Linked DNA regions of Mus musculus: region 2 is linked to region 1. Evidence: chromatin contacts called from public HiChIP or PLAC-seq data. All regions are on one chromosome and are shown on one strand. Each heading gives the region's core, a stretch centred on a gene start, on an enhancer-like site or on the middle of the called end of the contact. The rest is flanking DNA. Distances are from core to core; before and after follow the strand shown. Region 1 overlaps Foxp4 (forkhead box P4). Region 2 has its middle 12 kb from the start of Gm41591.

The links. HiChIP or PLAC-seq counts read pairs in DNA pulled down with a chosen protein or histone mark.
Region 2: an H3K27ac HiChIP or PLAC-seq map of embryonic stem cells shows a contact between it and region 1, with 19 read pairs. The contact joins two enhancer-like sites. A contact is called at or near these places in 2 of 484 Hi-C or Micro-C datasets (bone marrow-derived macrophages and embryonic fibroblasts), 15 of 115 datasets of contacts at active chromatin or transcription factors (craniofacial prominence, double positive thymocytes, embryonic basal ganglia and 9 more) and 4 of 9 other capture datasets (adipose tissue, embryonic tail, liver and 1 more).

The regions. Positions count from the first base shown.
Region 1 is chr17:47,884,664-47,889,560 of GRCm38.p6, forward strand. It overlaps Foxp4 (forkhead box P4), which reads right to left. Exons shown (of 17, transcript NM_001110825.1): 3 at 3,462-3,557. Among named protein-coding and RNA genes, the nearest start is that of Foxp4, 38 kb to the right of the region's middle. Within about 2 kb of position 2,873, at least 94 of the 459 cell types and tissues checked have an H3K27ac peak or open chromatin away from gene starts, as enhancers often do. A contact at or near this core is called in craniofacial prominence, double positive thymocytes, embryonic stem cells and 3 more, where this site is marked.
Region 2 is chr17:47,999,818-48,004,703 of GRCm38.p6, forward strand. No RefSeq gene overlaps it. Among named protein-coding and RNA genes, the nearest start is that of Gm41591, 12 kb to the left of the region's middle. Within about 2 kb of position 1,969, at least 269 of the 459 cell types and tissues checked have an H3K27ac peak or open chromatin away from gene starts, as enhancers often do. A contact at or near this core is called in craniofacial prominence, double positive thymocytes, embryonic stem cells and 3 more, where this site is marked.

The DNA.
Region 1 (4,897 bases), core at 1,623-4,122:
GCTTAACTCCTAGCACTACACAAACCAGGGGTGGGGATGCACACCTATAATCCTAGGTGGAGACAGAAGGATCAGAAGTTCAGCATAGGCCAGGTGCACGCCTTTAATCCCGGCACTTGGGAGGCAGAAGCAGGCAGATTTCTGAGTTCAAGGCCAGCCTGGTCTACAGAGTGAGTTCCAGGACAGCAGGGCAACACAGAGAAACCCTGTCTCAAAAAAACAAAAACAAAACAAAAAAAAAAACAACAACAAAAAGTTCAACATCCCTTCCTCTATATCTATTTATAGAACTGGAGGCTAGCCTGGGCTAACTGAGGCCCTATCTTTTTTGTTTTGTTTCGTTTTGAGATGGTTTTTCTCTGTGTAGCCCAGTCTTTCCTAGAACATGCTCTGTAGACCAAGATGACCCTGAACTCAGATATCTGCCTGCCCCTGCCCCTGCCCCTGCCTCCTGAGTGCTGGGATTGAAAGTGTATTCCACCTTGGCCTGGCTGGGACCCTATCTCAAACAAACAAACAAACAAACAAACAAACAAAAAAGAAAACTCTATAAAACACAGTCAAAGAAAAGGCACAACTTTTGGAACAGTGGAGCTGACAAGCCAATGACCCCGACCCTGGCTACCTCCTCGGAATTCCTGGTGCCTGCTGAGCCTCCTAGGATTGGCTGCTACCTGTTTACAGCGATGGATCCCCCTCAGCCTCTGTGGTGTTTGGAGACTCACTGATGCTCGCTGCAGGAAGATCATCAATGAGGTAAGGGACAAATGGCCCATCCCGGAGCAGAATGTGCCCACGGGGCCCCAAGAACCTCCCTCTGTGACTCATGTCACTCAAGTCCCAAATCCACAGCACACGATTTCTGCTAAAGGGCCAGCCTTAGACTCCCATTTCCCCACCAGCCCAGAGCCCACAGGAAAGCAATTTCTAGGCTCTTAGGCCCTGGGTCCCACTTGAGGATAGCGTTTCCACTGTCCTCCTTAGGGACAGTGAAGATGGCATGTGGGTGGGAGACACGGAGAGCAAAGCTGGCTGCAGGATAAACAGGAGGGGGGGGGGCTCAGCTTCATTCAGACCCAAGTACCCCATGACCCTGGGACCCCAGGAGTTTTAATGGCTTTGGACTTCTCAGAGGAACCTCATAAAACTGAGCTCCGAAGCCAGTTCTTTGGGCTCAGTGTGCTCTCTGCCCTTGTTTGCAGGGTGTGCTGGTTTTAATAGTCAACTTCACACAACCTAGAATCACTTAGAATAGAGTCCCCATGAGGGACTGTCTAGATCGTATTGGCCAGTGGGAGTGCCTGTAAGGGACTGTCTTTGTGATCACATTAATTGACAGGTGTGTGGGGGTGGGACTTAGCACTGTGTTAAGAGGAGAGAAGGCAAACACCCTTGGGCTCATGCATGCATTCATTCTCTCTGCTCTTGGATGTGATGTACCAAGCCACCTTGATTCCCCTGTTATGAATGTAGACTAAACTCGTGAGCCTAAGAAAACCTCTCTTTCCTAAGCTGTTTTGTTCCAAGATACTTTATCACAGAAACAGAAATTAGGGCATGGAGTGACTTTGGACTAGTTAGACACCCTCTCAGAGCCTTGTTTTTTTTTTTTTTTTCTTTTTTTTCTCATTTGCAAATGGATTAATAATAGCAGCTGTCCCGTGGGTATGAGGGGCCACCCTTGGATAAGGACTCTGCATTCAGGCTGGCAGGGTGGGGTGAGTAGGGTGGCTCATTTGGTAAATGCATGAGAAGTCCTGGAGTTTGAACTTCGACACCCACCCCGGGACCTGCTGGCTAGCCAGTATGCTACTGAGAGACTGTCTCTGAGGAGGTGCTGAGGATTCTGAGGCTGTCCTGGGGGTGACCCGTGAGGGTATCCTGGCCTTCACACACACACACACACACACACACACACACACACACACACGCTCATATGCGCACACAAATATGCACACCCGTGCACACACATGAAAGAGAAGAAAGAGATACTCGGTTCCTGTGGAGGGTATGGGGAAGCTGATTCCCAGGAGGTGAGAAAGGAGAGAAAGAAGCACCTTCTCTCTCAGAGCCCAACGCAGCCGCTCACCTTGGCAGGGAAGGCAGGCTAGGGATGCGACCATCATCATCCCAGCCCCCAGCTGGAAAGTCCCCCCTGATGCCGGTTCTCCTCCAGGGCCACCCAACTCCTCCTGTCCTGCTGGGGCTCTGGGGCACTTAGAGCTCACACCTCCCTGTTTCACAAAGAGGTCCTAAGCCAGGCCAGCATGGGGAGGGCTGCTGTAGACCCAGAGAACATCCATGGGGAGACCCCTTATCCTATGAGACCTAGTCTGACAGCCCAAGGAGATCTGCCCCTAGTCCCTCCTTCGGTTGCCTTTCCAGACCAGACTTTGTGGTCAACCCCCCCGCCCCCCGCCATACCCCTTTGCCAGCGTCCAACTTGGAAGATCTTAGGAGTGCTTAGATTGCTCAGAGACCACTGACCGCCATGGCTGCACAGCTGTCTGGCACCTTGAATGTTTTCAAAGCCCTTTCCAAACATAAGCTTTAAAAAGAAAACCCAAGCATAGATAACTTGTCTCTGGGCACTGGGCCTGCGTCCTGAGAGCACCCTGCACCTACCTCATGTCACTGTTCTACATCCTCCAGGTCCCCTAGGGCCCCAGAGGTCTCAGGATCAACTTTGCACAGTGCCCACCCCATTTTCCCCTTACATAAACTTCCTTTCAGAGCCTGGCTTAATCTTTCCCTCAGGCCCCAGCCCTCTCTGCCCCCCTCCCCCCATCACCACAGCAGGGAGGGGGCTGGAGGGGTGGTGGTGGGAGGAAGGCGGTTGGCCAGATAGTGACCCAGTGGGACCCAGTCTGCGATTCTCCCAAGTTCTTTGTGACACAAAAGGTAAACAGAAGGCCAGACTTCCCCACCCCCTCCCGCTCGCTCTCCCCCTCCAGTCAGCCAGATGGGCCGACAGGCTGGGGGGGGGAGGGGGGAGGGGAAAAAAAGGGCAGATTGTGCAAAGGAAAACAGAAGAGACAGAGAGATGTCAAGAGACAGGAAATGGGGAGAGACTGGGAGAGATGGGGGGAGGGGAGACTTAGTGATTCTTCAACTGAGAAACCTGGGAGGGACCTAGACTCAGTTTAGGGACAGGGTAACACGTGGGGAGAAAGGAGGACTGCCTGAGAGCCAATGGGAGGAACCCCAGTGAGTCAGGTCCAGAAAGATACAGACAAAGAAACTAGGCAGACGTAGCCCTGGCCGATCAGGTGGAGACAAGAGAGGTGTTAGTGTCTCCGCCCCACCCTGCCATGACTATACTTCTTTCAGAAGCATGGAGCTCGGAAAGTCTGGCGCTCTCTGAGTAGTCTCTGACAGCCCCCACCCCACCAAGAATACCCCCTCCAGCCCTGGTCCCCCTTCCCACTCCTGCCTAGTATGGGTGGGTCCCCCCTGCTCACCTGCACCGCAGAGGCCGACTGTTTACTGTCATTGTTCCCCGGGGAGTTCAGGCTGGAGGCTTGCTGCAACAGGAACTGCCGGGCCACCTGGAGAGCCTGTAAGACAAGGGGCTGAGTCAGTGAGAGGCCCCAGCAGTGCCTTCAGAAGGGGCTGGGATCCGGGATGAGTACACGGAAGTGGGGGTGGGGGTAGGGATAGGGATGGGGGTGGAGGGGGTCGAGCAGTAAGGGGGAGAAGGCGGAGGGTAGTGAGGATCACAGGTCCACATGACCTCTGGGTGAGGATGGAGGTAGGAGTCACTGAGAACAGGATCACAGGGCTCACCCAAGGCTCAGAGAGTCCATTGGTTTTTCCATTAAGACAACAGATGAAAGGGTCAAGGGTCAAAAGGACTCCAGGTAAAAGGGTTGAATAGCAGCTGCTTCTTGTTGAGTGGCTACAGATCTCTCTCTCTAGCTATTTAGCTATTTATTTATTTATTTTTTAGAGAGGCCGTGGCTGCTCTCTGGAACTCACTATGTTCGAGACCAGGCTGGCCTTGAACTCAGAAATCCGCTGCCATCACTCAGGCCTTTGGGCAAGCGCTTGATCTTCCTTTATAAAGCTGGGAGGTAGCTTATCAGCTTCCTCATCCAGAGGAGGCAGCTAAATCCCTAGGAGGTTAAGTAAGTAGCTGGTCCCAAGATGGGCTGATCAGTCCAGGAAGTCTGATTTAAGGAGGGGAGGGGGCCGGGTGTCAATCAAGGAGCTATGGGAGTAAGCAGAGCGGGACTGGTGGTGCAGCTCGGGAGGGCTAGGGCGCACAGGTGGGTGGAGGGGAAGGGTCATTGGCCCCAAGGAAATCATATTTGAAGGTTGTGTCTAGATGATTAGTCACATGGGTGCCTGGGCTTGGTGGCCACAGTGACAAAAGGACAGGGCCAAGGGAATGACAGGAATCGGATGTGGAGTGTGTGTGTGGGGGGGTGCAGCTAGGGATAGGTGGGGAGTGGTAAGTCTGGTCTGAGACTGAAGGGTCAAGGAGACCCAGGAATATGGGTCTAGCCAAGACCTTGTCCCTAAGACCCGGAGGTGGAGGTGGTGACAGTGGAGACCTGTTTAGTCAGCTCCAGGTTCCTTAAAGCCCTTCTAGAGAGCTGAAGCACGCACACACGCACGCACGTATCCAGGCCCTGGAGGCAGAGCTCTGGCACCAGGCGGATATGGGAAGCAGTCCCAGCTCTGTATGTAATGTAGTTCTCTGGCTGTGACCTTGGGTAAGTCATCCCATGTCTCAGCGGTTACGTCTCTTTATCCCTCTCTTTATCCGCAAAACTGGGACACTACCCACTTCAGGATCACTCGGAGGGATTAAAAGACCAATGCCTGCCGCCGCCGCCTCGTTGGCATTCGGGACATCTGTACCCTTTTCTTCTCGGTAATTCCCAGGTGGCTC
Region 2 (4,886 bases), core at 719-3,218, 110 kb after region 1:
CCAGGAAACAGGAAAGCAGCAGGATCTAGGAGAACTGGATTGGAGGGGCTGCAGATGTGACTCAGTTGGTAGAGTCTTTGCCTGGCTTGTAGGATCCTGGTGTGGACCGCCCCCCCACCACCTCCTGCCCTCACTGCATAATCTGGGTGTGGGAGGTAGAAGCAGGAGGCCAGAGTCCAGGGTTATCTCTACTACACAGTAAACTTGAGGGCAGCCTGAGATACATGATTGGGGAGGGGGCAGGAGAGGGGTGAGGGATGGGTGGGTGGTGGTAGAAACTCAGTAAGGGAGCGAATGGAGGGGGTGGGGCTGGGCTTGGACAATTGCCGGCTAGGTAGCCTCACTAGAGCTGCTATACAAGTGAACAACCAACCCCTGGCAGGAACAGGGGCTGCAGGATTTCAGATGCACATGATTTTAAGACAGCGAAACACACAAACACTCCCTGTAAGCTTCTAACCAGGTGGACGGCATCTAACCTGCGAGCGAGTGATTTCACTACTAGGGATATTCCCCCAAGGGTAAGGATGGGTGGAGCCTATCTCCACTCAAAGTCGTGAACCAAAGCTGTGGATGTGCGGATGTGGCTCCACTGATCTAGTGTGCACTGAGCCCTTGGCTTCATTCCTCCTAGTATTACATAAATCAGGCTGAGAGATGCACACCTGCAAATCCTGGCGCTTCTGCGGTAGAGGCAGGAGCACATGAGACCCCCCATCTTAAAACAAAAGCAAACAAATTAGATGTGGCTGGGCACAGCTCAGTGGTAAAGGGCTCATCTAGCATATGTGAGGACCTACTAGGCTCATATGTGAGGACCTACTAGATTAATATGTGAGGATCTAGGTTAAATTTCCAGGACTATCAAAACCAAACCAAACCAACCAACCAGAACCAAACACCAAACACCACAAAAAACAGCATTAAAGAAAAAAAATTAAATTTTAATAAATGTCTTTATTTATTTATTTATTTATTTATTTATTTATTGGGTGTGTGTGTGTGTGTGAATGTAGGTGAGTTAGGTAGTCAAAGACACCAGGTGTCCCTGGAGCTGAAGTTACAGGTGGCTGTGAGCTGCCTAACAAGGGTGCCTGGAGGTCAAGCTGAGGTGCTCACAAAAGCAGTGCCCGCTTTTATCCATGGTGCTTCCTCCCCAATCTAGTAAACTTTACAAAAAAAGAGAGAGAGAGACCCGTACATAGGGGGCTTGGTGGGTCCTGCCCAGCCCTCAGAAGGCAGAGGCAGGCAGATTTCTATGAGTCTGAGGGCAGCCTGCTTTATAGAGAGAACTCCATAGCAGCCAGGGCTATGGAGTGAGACCCGGTCTTCAAAAAAAAGAGGAGGAGGAGGAAAGGGAGGAGGGAGGAGGAGGGGAGGGGAGGGGAGAGGAGAGGGGAGAGGAGGGGAGGGGAGGGGGAAGAATCAGCTGTGGCCGACTCACACAGTGGAATGCTCACCCCAGTAAAAATAAGTTTGCATTGGGAATGGAAGCAATGGCCTCCGTGCTGGGAGACTCTCCAAGACACTGTACCAAGTGAAATAAAACAGCTGCAAAAGAGAAGCAAGCACGGGGAAGACGCAATCTCGTGGTCCCATTCATAAAAGGATAGAGACAAGGAAATTTAATCTACGATGATAAGAGTTTTTAAAAGGGGGAGGGCTTGCCTGGGGGCTAAGGGTTGGAGGGGACGGACTTATTTGAGAAACCTACATCCATATTCTTGGAGTCTTCTTTGATTTTTTTTCCTCTCCATGTGCTTTTCTACTGTTTCTTTTTATAGAATTACTTGTTTATCTTAGGTGCTGTGGGTGTTTTCCCTGCATGTGTGTATGTTTGTGCCATGTATGCGATGTATAGGGTTTACAGAGCCGCATAACATCCCCCTGGAACAGGGGTTAGAGTTGTGAGCCTCCACGTGGGTGTTGGAACCCAACCTGGGTCGTCTGTAAGAGTAACAAGTGCTCCTCCTAACCGCCACGTCTCCAGCCCGTCTCTCTATTTTGAATAAAATCTCCAAGTCTGCCTTATGCTGGCTACTCCTGGGTCAAAGCCAAGAATCTCGGGCTTGTCTGAGTTGAAGCCCTAAAGGGTTAAGAGAACCCCCTTGGGCTGCTGAGGGTAACAGTGTGGAGCTGTGTCTCTGCCCCCCCCCCCCAGCTACTCCCCCAAGCTACCCCCCACCCCCGCTGATACAAGGACCGGAAGTGAGGAAGCAGAGGTCTGTTATAAGGGTGGAGTCTTGAGTGATTGACAGCAGCGCCTGTGTAAGCGCTGACTAATGCAGCCTCCAGGGCATCTCTAGGCTCTGTCCACCTCCCTCTCCAGCTCTATTTGCAGTAACTGGGATCCAGTCAAACCAGTTTGCCCGACGTCACTGTTCACTCTCATTGGCTTGTCTAACTGCGCATTTGTCCCCTGCCTTTCGGCTTCTACTGAATACCGAAGGTGTTCTGCCTTCGTGGTCGACACCAGCCAGCCAAACCTCTCCTAGCTGGGGAAGGAGGAGGGCCAGGCAAGCTTCCGCAGCGACAAAAGAAACAAAGCACCCGGCTGGTGAGATGGCCCGGCAGGTAAAGGCACTTGCTCCGAAGCCTGCCTACCTGAACTGGATCCCCAGGGATTCACACGATAGGAGAGAATCCGTTTTCAAAAGTTGTCCTCTGATCTCTACAAGTGTGCTGTGGTAGGGACACACACTCTCCCACTCTCTAAAAGACTAAGTATATAAATATAATTAAAACAAAAGGAAATAAAGCTAATTCAAGCTCCGCTTCCCTCATCAGGTTAAGACTTGCTGGATGCCAGTGTGAGCTTCCTCTGCTGAGCGTCCCAGCCCTGCCCCTCTTCCCATCATGGGACACCAAGCTCAGGGTCCGACTGGGTTAATTTTTACACCTGGACTGAATGCCTTTCATCTGTGTGTGGGTTAAGAGTCTTCTGTTGAGCAAGGAGTCTCAGTTTTGGGAATCCTACCCCACCCGTGAATGAATGATTGGAGGTGGAGCAGTTATGGAGGGCATCCAACTTCCCTGCAAGTGAGTGGGATTCTTCAGGCTTACTTAGCTTCAGCCCCAGCCTAGGGTTGGAGTTGAGTTTGAGACACATGAGACTCTCAACATGAGTTGAGAGTAGAGAGAGACACGTGAGGACTGCCAGGCATGGTGGTGCACACCTGTAATCTTAGCACTTGGGAGGCAGGAGGATGCTCAGAATATTCACCAAGGTCATCTTCAGATACCCATCGAGTTTGAGGCTAACCTGAATTACGTGAGACTCTTGTCCAAAAAAAAAAAAAAAAAGAAAAAAAGAAAGAAAGAAAGAAAAAGGACAAAGGACATAACCTACTTGTGGGGCAGGAAAGAAGTGACAGCCCTGCCTATATCTCATTATTGTTTTTTTTTTGTCCATATAATTGTTAATCATTTATTGAGAGGAACTGCATCTTATACGACCTGTTCCTGGTTCATCGGAACACAGGTCAGTGATGAATGTCCATGAAGCACAACCTGAAGCATCCTTTACATCCTGGAATCACGTTGCTCTCTAAGCAGTACCAGCTTCCTTCTCTCATCCTTCTCAGAATCATAATTTCTGTAGAAATTTGCATATGCCTTCTTTCTTGGTCCAGCCATGGCAAACTTACAGGAAGTTGCAACTCCTAGGGTCACAATGAAGGCACAAGCAACATGAACTTGCAGACACTTGGCCAGAGACCTGGCACCTGAGGTTTCCACAACAAACCAGAGCTCATGGTAGTGAACGTCCTCTATACAGATGTCCTCCCCGGGTCTTGGAGAAATGGAGGCTCATTGTATGCTTACAAGGACTGAATGCTATTGACCACATAGCCCAGGCCAAGAGTGTGCCCTACTCATTCTGGGTTTCACATGATTGTGGGTGTCAACTGCTTTTCACCAAGTAGGCACTTGATAAATGTTTAAAGTCTTGTCGGAGGATGAGTGAGATGATGATTCAGCAGATTAAAGCTCCTGACCAGGTCTGGGGACCTGAGTTCAATCCCTGGAACCCACATAGTGGGGAGAGACCTGACTCCCAACTGACCTCTGCCTTCTGTGTGGGTACATGCATGCACATGCACAGACACGCACAGACATACACAGACAGGCAGACACACACACACACACACACACACACACACACACACACACTAGGGGTTTATCTCTTCTGATGGCCTGGTCCTTGTAGGCATAAGTTTTTCTCAGTCTACTTTAATGAGTGTTCAACCTCTCCTCTTGCCCACCACCCGGCAGAGGTAGTGGAAGAGAAAAGTTATTAGGACATGGGGGAAGTGGACCTGTTTAGCAGTCCTTCAACAGTTAAGACCTGTAGCAAACACCAAATACGACTCAGCAGCTGCAGACCCATCCTCTCAGCAGGCAGGCAGACACCACGCATGAACCAGAAGATATAGTTCAGTCCTGAAAAAACTGCAAGGCTTGCCAACTGGCCCAAGGCCCCTGAAGCCACCAGAAGCCGCAGGAACCTTATGAGCAGTTTTTTGGTGAGTTTCTCTCAATGGCGGTGTCGCCACTAGTGGAGCTCAACAATACCATGTCAGGCAAACCAATACATGTGGGTTGTTATCGAAGAGTAGTGAGGTGGAGCAAACCAAAATAATACTTCCTTCCCACTATCTATGGGGTCATATTTATACTCCATCATGCAGAGTTCTTTCACATGTCCTCTTTAGCAAGACATCCTTTCACCTGTGTGCCCCATCAAGACATTATTTGACATAACTAACTTTCCAAAGACACTAGAAGTTTCCACTTCGGGTTCTGAACAAGCAAAGAGAGACTTTGGAAGGGCTGTTGGGAACTGCAGGCCGCAGATATCACAGTGGCTGTGTATGCCGGCTTCT